Regions from separate parts of the Pan troglodytes genome. Here region 2 is linked to region 1. A link is a contact called in public Hi-C data. All regions are on one chromosome and are shown on one strand. Each heading gives the region's core, a stretch centred on a gene start, on an enhancer-like site or on the middle of the called end of the contact. The rest is flanking DNA. Distances are from core to core; before and after follow the strand shown. Region 1 has its middle 20 kb from the start of TRIM13. Region 2 has its middle 75 kb from the start of MIR15A.

Region 1 (3,654 bases), core at 799-3,298:
GATGACTCTCTGGTACATGGTCTCTGTTGTTCAACTTTCTCTATTCTGAAGTCTAGAATACACCCTTGCTTCTGAAAGTGGGGCCTAAGAACCTGCAGCCTCACCAGGGAGCTTGGTAGAAATCCAGAATCTGAGGCAGGATTCTAGACTTATTGGATCAGATTCTGCATTTCAACAAGATTCCCCAGTGACCCCCAGGCATCTTCAAATTTGAGAGGCCAGGAAAGTGCTCAGGCCCTGCCCTTCCCTTCCCGTTGGCTGGGGAGAATTCCTGTAATTTGCCCTGTTTACGGGTGCTTAATCTCCAACTTCACTGTCCTCGCTTTCCAAAGAATCCTGAGTGGCTTCCTTCCAACACCTTATCTGTCTTACCCCACGCCCCTGAAGCCAGGGCCTCTTTTCTTCAAGGCCACCCCCCAACTCATCTCAGGCTGAGGCTCCTCTCTTGAGGCCATATCCCATGGTAGCATTTCTTTGAGGGCTGCTTTTCTGCCGTTCTTCTCCCCAGGTAGGGCCTCTAAAACCGATGGAAGTGAAGTGCTACACCTCAGAGCTGCTTTAGCCCTTAGAGCTGGCCAGGGTCTGAGTGGGCCTCTCACAGGGCCACAGGACTGCTCTTTCCCCCAGCATGCCTAGAAGCTGAGACCACTCACACCACATGAACATGCTATCCTTGTTCCTCTTTCCTGCCAGCCTCAACACAACCAGAATACAGCCCAATAATGGCTGCCTACAAATGGGAGGCACCCAGGGAAGGGAGGGGGTGCTTATTAAGAACCAGCCTGGAGGAGGATCATGGTTTCTCTGAAACAAGAAGGAGGTGAGGGTTGATGCGGAAGGTATATTAGAAATGCTTCAAGCACTTGATGCTTTGAGGGTTTGGGGGTTTGAGTTTGGGTTTGTTTTTTAAGCTTAACAATGTGAAAAAGATGTCAAATAACTTTTCTGAACTGTGGCAATCAGAGCCTTGTCCAGAATCATAACTTAATGGCTTTTTGGCTCTCAATTTGATGGTCAGTTTGGCTAACCAACACTTTTTACTTCTGTGTTATTTATTACACAGTTGATCCCCCCCATAATATGTTAAAAGCCTACTTCCAACCTATTAAAATGTACCCTTGGAGTGCTGTCCAGATTCACCATTAAAATAGTGTCTTTCCAGTCTTATGTATTTTATTCAGCAGTTGCTACAGTACTTTTTTTTTTTTTTTTTTTTTGACAGGATCTCATTCTGTTGCCCAGGCTGGAGTCCAGTGGTGTGATCACAGCTCACTGAAGCTTTGACCTCCTAGGCTCAAGCTATCTTCCTGCCTCAGGCTCCTGAGTAGCTGGGACTATAGGCACATGCCACTATACCTGGCTAATTTTTAATTTTTTGTAGAAACTGGGTCTCGCTATGTTGCCCAGGCTGGTCTCGAACTCCTGGGTTCAAGCATTCCTGACACTTTGGCCTCCCAAAGTGCTGGGATTACAGGCATGAGATGCCATGCCTGGCCATATTTTTATTTTTAAATCTTTCTATTTAAATAAGGAGAGGGAGAGAGAGAGAAAGCTCTAGGTGCATTTTTTCCAAATGGACACCTTGCCATGTTTTCAACACACATCTAAAGCCTGAATTGAGAGTATAATTTTTCTGTAGATACATCACCTTGAGGAATTTTATAAACTTCAGTTTCCTCATCTGAGAAATGAGGTAGTTGGATTAGATGAACTGGCTCATCAAGTGAGTATAAGGAGCCTTCCAAATTTAAGAATTATTAACATTTCCCGGAAGACTAACCAGGCAATTTTTCTTCTTTAGGTTTGACTTTCTGAGATGTCATGGCTTAGTATTCTTTAAGCAAATTCTGGAATGTTCTTGTCCCTTTGGAATAATTGTAATGTGGATTTGTTCTGTGCAACTGATGATATTCTAATGTGTTTGGGCAGGTTTAAGTCTAAATTTCCAAAGTCTCACACCTGTGGTTTTACCAAAAAGGTACTGCTCAAGGAAACCAGTGATGGGCAAAGGATGCATGGTATAGCTATGATGCAAGAGCGCCCTCTGCAGGCCATGCGAAGATGAGTCTCTTTCTTAAAGGGTAGCTTTTCCGCTCTTTGTGTAGAGTACAACCCTTCCCTTCCTCCTGTAGCATTCTCATCAAGAAACATTTGTTTAGTGCTTACCCTGAGCTAGGCACAGTGTGCTTAGGGCTGGGAACACAAAAATAAAAGCATCCTAGGCTTAAAGGATCTCACGGTCTAATGGGGTACATCCCAATCAGATCATTATAATGCAACCTGAGAGGTGTGTCACTGGAGCTGTGCCTCATGTCCCCATTAGTTTGCAATCACAAGTTGCACACAAGAGCCGAAATCAAACTGTACAGTACAATGCTTTTTTGTTAGGAGAGAAGGACTGGTGACTCACCCTAGCATTTTCTCTTTGCACAGAAACAGATGCCCTGCCCAGAAGCAACACGGCTAATGGGTGCCACCGTGGAGACCCAGGCAATCTGAGAGTAGTCCTGACAGCCAGACCTCCAGGGTGGAAATGGGAAGGTCTACAGAGAAAGGTCAGGATTTAACAGGGAAATGGAGGAGGGCAAGAACGGGGGTCAGGAGGTATCTACGCATTTTGATATGAAATTAAGAAGTTCATTTAAAATATACAACCAAGGCCCGTGACACTTTTTGTAACAAGATTCTAGCTTATCTTCCCACTAGATTTTGTTGGACTTTTTTCAAATTGTATCTGATTGTGTTTTTCAAACTAGGCCAGGAGGGCCCCTCAACTTCTAAAATACAAAAATCCTTTCTGCTCCTCTTTTCAAATCTTCTCAGATTCTGGGCACACCCAGAAATTCCATGTGCCTTTTTACTCCCTTAATCCTGTTAACTTTTTGTCTCTTCTTAGCAATGACTTCCTTTCATTTTAGAGAAAGTTCTGCTGGTAACATACTATATAAGCCAGGAGAGAAAAAGAACTTGAAAGAGGAACACATTTTTCTTCATTTTCTTTTTTCAAAAAAGGTAAGGGAAAAAAATAAAGGAAGTGGAGAAATATACTACTCAGTACAGTTGTCAAACAAATTTCTTGGAACCATGGCCTACAAGAATACCTATCTTAACTGCATTGCACTAGAAACCACATTTTCATATTCCTTTTGTGATAATTCTAAGATAATGAATTAGATGTTAGCCATTGTTTTCCAGAATAGAATTTCTGGAGTTACTGGTAGTTCAGGGAATTTTAGTCACAAGATATATATTTTCTGTACCTTTGTGTGTGTGTATATGTGTGTATGCATATATACTTATATACATGCACATATATACACATACACACAAACATACATGTGCTATAGCTTTTGAATGGAGATATATGTGTGTGTACACACACACACATTCATTCATTCATTTATATCATACAGCTTCTCTGAAGAGCAACAGGAGAAAAATGCAGGAAATATAAAGGCAACCTGGGGTCAGTCCTATGCAGTGAGCTCTTTGAGGTCTCCATCAGAAATAAAAGATTTCAGTCTTTTTTGGCTGGGCACAGTGGCTCACACCTGTAATCCTAACACCTTGGGAGGCCAAGGTGGGAGGATTAACAAAAAATACAAAAATTAGCCGGGGGTGGTGGTGGGAGCCTGTAGTCCCAGCTACTTGGGA
Region 2 (3,654 bases), core at 517-3,016, 150 kb before region 1:
CTTCCCGCGCTCCGCCCGCCTGCCCGCGAACGGCTGCGAGCCACCCCCGCATCCCTCACACCTCTGCCCTCCCCAGTCGTGCGCGGGAGAGGGGGCTAGCACCGCAATGCCTGGAAGAGCAGCCGCGCGAGGGGCCTGGGGACAGGACAGCCTCCCGGCTCCGAGGCGAGGCCCGAATGCGCGCACACTCGGCGAGCGGGGCGGCGACTGGGGAGCCGGAGGCGAGAGAGGGCGGAAGTGCGGGACGCCCCGCAGCACTCCCACAAGTCGCGGAGCCCGAGATCCTCGTCGGGTGGCGAGGGCGTGGGTGCCCACGCTATGCGTGACGCCTGAGCCGCGGCCCGAGCCCACGAGCTGGGTGAGGCCGCTGCCGCCGCCGCCGCCGCCGCCGCCGCCGCCGCCGCCACGAAGCCTGGCGGGCGGCGCGGAGCCCCGGGGAGCTGGTTTTCCCGGGCGGGCACGTGACGGGGTTGGCAGCGTTCGGGCCCCGGCTGGGAGGGGGAAGAAGCGGGGAGCAGAAGGCCGCGGGCGGGCGGCTGGCGCGCTGTGTACTTAGGTCGTGTGCTGGGGCTTTTCTCTCCCAGGAGCCGGCGGGGGGAGGGGAGGGGGAGGGGCCACCGCTCCGCCTTCTCCTTTTCGCAATGTTGACGCAATCTATAAATAGTGGAACAAAAGGACCAACTTCCTCGGAGCTTTGCTGAAACTGCACAAAAAATCGAGCCGGGGGGTTCCCTGGTCCCCGGCGATGGGGCGGGGAGCGCGGCGCCGGGGGAGGGGGCGGGCGCGGCGGCGCGGGCCCCGCCGAGGGGGGACACCTGGCTGAGGCACAGCTGCCGCCGCGCCTTTCCGCGCGAGCCCAGAGCTCCGATCCCTGCGCGGGCTCGAGAGCTCGCCCCGAACGGGGGTCTTCCTCCTCCGCCGTTGACAGGTCAGTCCGTACCGCCCCTTTCAACACTGTGGGCTTTCTTTTTCCTCCCCCGAGCCTCCACTTTTAGAAGGGAACTGAGAGGAAAAATAGAACGAGGCGCTGCAGCAACAGCCAGCAAATCTGCAACCCCAGCAGTCCACACGGCAGGGGTGGCCGAGGGGGCTCAAGGAGGCGGTCCCCGCCTGGCCCCTCGTCGTATGGCCGGTGCCTGCGCCGCAGCCAGAGACGGAGGACTGGCGTGCGCCACCCGGGCGGTAGGGAGAGCGGAGGCGCGGGCCGCCTTGCTGGGGTCGAGAGGGGCTCCCGGCTGCTTCTCTCGCCCGTGGGCCGACCCCCGGAGGCTACGCGTCAGGGCCCGGAGGCCGCTGCATGCGCCTCGCTCCCTCCGAGCTCGGACCCGGCGCCTCAGCCTCGTCCTCTAACTGCTGTGGGAGGATGGAGCAGAGAAGCGCTGTCGCTGCACGCCGCCGTGCCCCCTGGCTCTGGTGCCCACGCAGCCAGCAAGCACTGAGCTGGGGGGCAGGGTGGAACCGGGGCACGCTCGCTTCTCGGAGCCTCGGACCTGAGCGCGAGCGCCCGCCGCGCCGCCGTGGCGGTTCCACAGGGCGCGGGGAGGGGGCGGAGCTGGTGCTGTTGACAGCGGTGCCGGAGCGGGGAGGGCGAAAGTTGGGGAGAGGGGGCGGGGGAGAGGTGGGAGTCGGGGCTGGGGGAGAGAGCGCGCGCGCGGGCTTCGGCGGGGAGAGGGGGGCCGGGTCATGTGATGTACAGACACCCCCGCTACAGGCTGGCTGCAGGGGTGACGTCACCACCCTTGACTGCAGGGGGTGGCACTTCCGCTCCCTCCCCAGCTGCTCCCCAGCCCCTGGCACCGCCGGCTGGAGCCCTTTCGCAGTTTGAGTGGGCAGAGGGAGAGAGGGGTTTTCCTTCTGGCCCCAGCCTCTGACTGCTTCTCCCGCCGCCCGGAGTCCCCGCCCTGGGACCGGAATGGGAGCCGCGGCCGCCCCCTCCCGACGCGTCCCATTGTGTGAGCGGGCGGCGCAGGGCGGAGGCTGGTGCCGGCCCCCCGCAACTCTGCGCTCCCGAGGGGGCGGGGGCGGACCCCGCGCAGTCAAGGCCAGGTCCAGCCGCCCGCCGGCTCCTCCTTCCCCAGAGCGCCGTCCGCGCGCGGGAAGTCCGACGCTGTCGACTCGGTCCGGACACCGCGGCCTCGCCCGCGTCCCTGGGGCGCCGGGTGGTGAGAGACCCGCTGGGCCGTGTGGGCCCGCGGTCCAGCCCAGCGGGTGTGTGGTTGGAGTCTGTCACAGCCCCGAGGGACGCGATCCCAGCAGTCGTTACGCGCTATTTGGGGAAACTCGGGGTTTTGGTGACTCAGCGCGGTGAGCGCTATTTATAGGTAGATGCGTTAGGAGAAGGGAAATAAGCTTCGCTCGAATCCGTCCATTCGTCCGCCCGAGGACTGCAAAGAGCTCCGTTTGGAGGCAACAACTGAAAGACTTCTGAAAAAGATTTGGCAGTTAGAGCCTGTGCTATAAGACATAGCAGGCCTCGCCAGGAGACTAGTTACAACAGTTCGTCTCAAAAAGTTAGAACGTTTTCTGGAGTAGATGGAGGATTTTAGGGACACGTCATAACCCGTAGACTGTCTTTTTGGGTGTTAGTGTGTGAACCACGAGCAATAATTCAGGTGAAAACCGAGCAGTCCTCCCAGTAGATCGCAGTCTATCAAGAACTGCGTTGTTAGTTGCAGGATTTGTAAAATACATAACATCATATGTGGATAGGTATAAAAAAACTGAATGATGTTGAAAGTTGCTATGCAATATTCTGTAACAGGAAGGTGTGTGTGGCATTTATCTAGAATAAAAAATGTGGAGATTGTAAATTACATGTTTACAATCCAATTTCTCCCTCCCGAAAAGCACTATGAAAAAAAGGCCTTTGATTCTTCAACAGTGTATGAATGCTACACAAACAGTTTTGGCTTCACTTTATGATTTTGATTCTTTTTTCCCACCTCCACCCCAGTTTGTAAATCCAGGAGGTAGATGTTAAGAGAGAGCAATTGCCAGGTTAGCTGCAGGGAGGCAAGAGGCCAGGTCGGGCAGGGCTTTGTATACCCTGCATGCTGAAGAATTTGGACTTTAGCCTGAGACCTACAAGTTTTGGGGGAAACCCATACCTTTTGAGGAAAATAAAAAGCAATGGGCTCTTTCTCTAGGAAAAAAAATGCGCTTACATACCTATACTAAAATTTTGCATACAATTTTAGGGGGGTTACTTGCTTTATGAGTAAATTCCTGTTCTGCCTCAGGACTAAAACATAGGAAAGGGAGAGCCATGAAAGGATTTTTGAAAATGTCATATTGAGGTGTACACTGGTTGAAGTCCTGGAGACTTGAAGATGGAATGTAAAACAGCCTGTGACCTAAGTAACAATCAATTAGGACCACCGCTGTGTACCTAGGGATAGTGGGGATAGAGAAAAGAGGAATTCAAGGAAGTAATTAAATTGGTGGAATTCTGTTGGTGGAATGGGAAAACTGGTTGGCTGTAAAGGGCAAGAGCAAGGGATACCCAGATTTCTGGTTTAGGGTGTGGACTAAAAGGAGAAGTAGGCCTCAAGTCTAGGGGAAGGAACTCTGTTTTGTCCCTGTAGAATCTGAAGTATCAGAGAACTACTGGGGGGAGCAGGGGGTGTTGAAGTAGTTTGGCTCTCTGGAGTCATT

Evidence for each region. Hi-C and Micro-C count contacts between places; a contact is called where the count stands out from the background.
Region 2: a Hi-C map of stem cell-derived neural progenitor cells shows a contact between it and region 1, with 5 times the contacts expected there. The contact joins two enhancer-like sites. A contact is called at or near these places in 2 of 7 Hi-C or Micro-C datasets (induced pluripotent stem cells and stem cell-derived neural progenitor cells) and 1 of 1 datasets of contacts at active chromatin or transcription factors (stem cell-derived excitatory neurons).

Annotation. Positions count from the first base shown.
Region 1 is chr14:55,568,720-55,572,373 of NHGRI_mPanTro3-v2.0_pri, reverse strand. It overlaps a transcript of LOC745092 not described here. Among named protein-coding and RNA genes, the nearest start is that of TRIM13, 20 kb to the left of the region's middle. Within about 2 kb of position 2,048, at least 2 of the 24 cell types and tissues checked have an H3K27ac peak or open chromatin away from gene starts, as enhancers often do. A contact at or near this core is called in stem cell-derived neural progenitor cells, where this site is marked.
Region 2 is chr14:55,715,788-55,719,441 of NHGRI_mPanTro3-v2.0_pri, reverse strand. No RefSeq gene overlaps it. Among named protein-coding and RNA genes, the nearest start is that of MIR15A, 75 kb to the right of the region's middle. Within about 2 kb of position 1,766, at least 18 of the 24 cell types and tissues checked have an H3K27ac peak or open chromatin away from gene starts, as enhancers often do. A contact at or near this core is called in stem cell-derived neural progenitor cells, where this site is marked.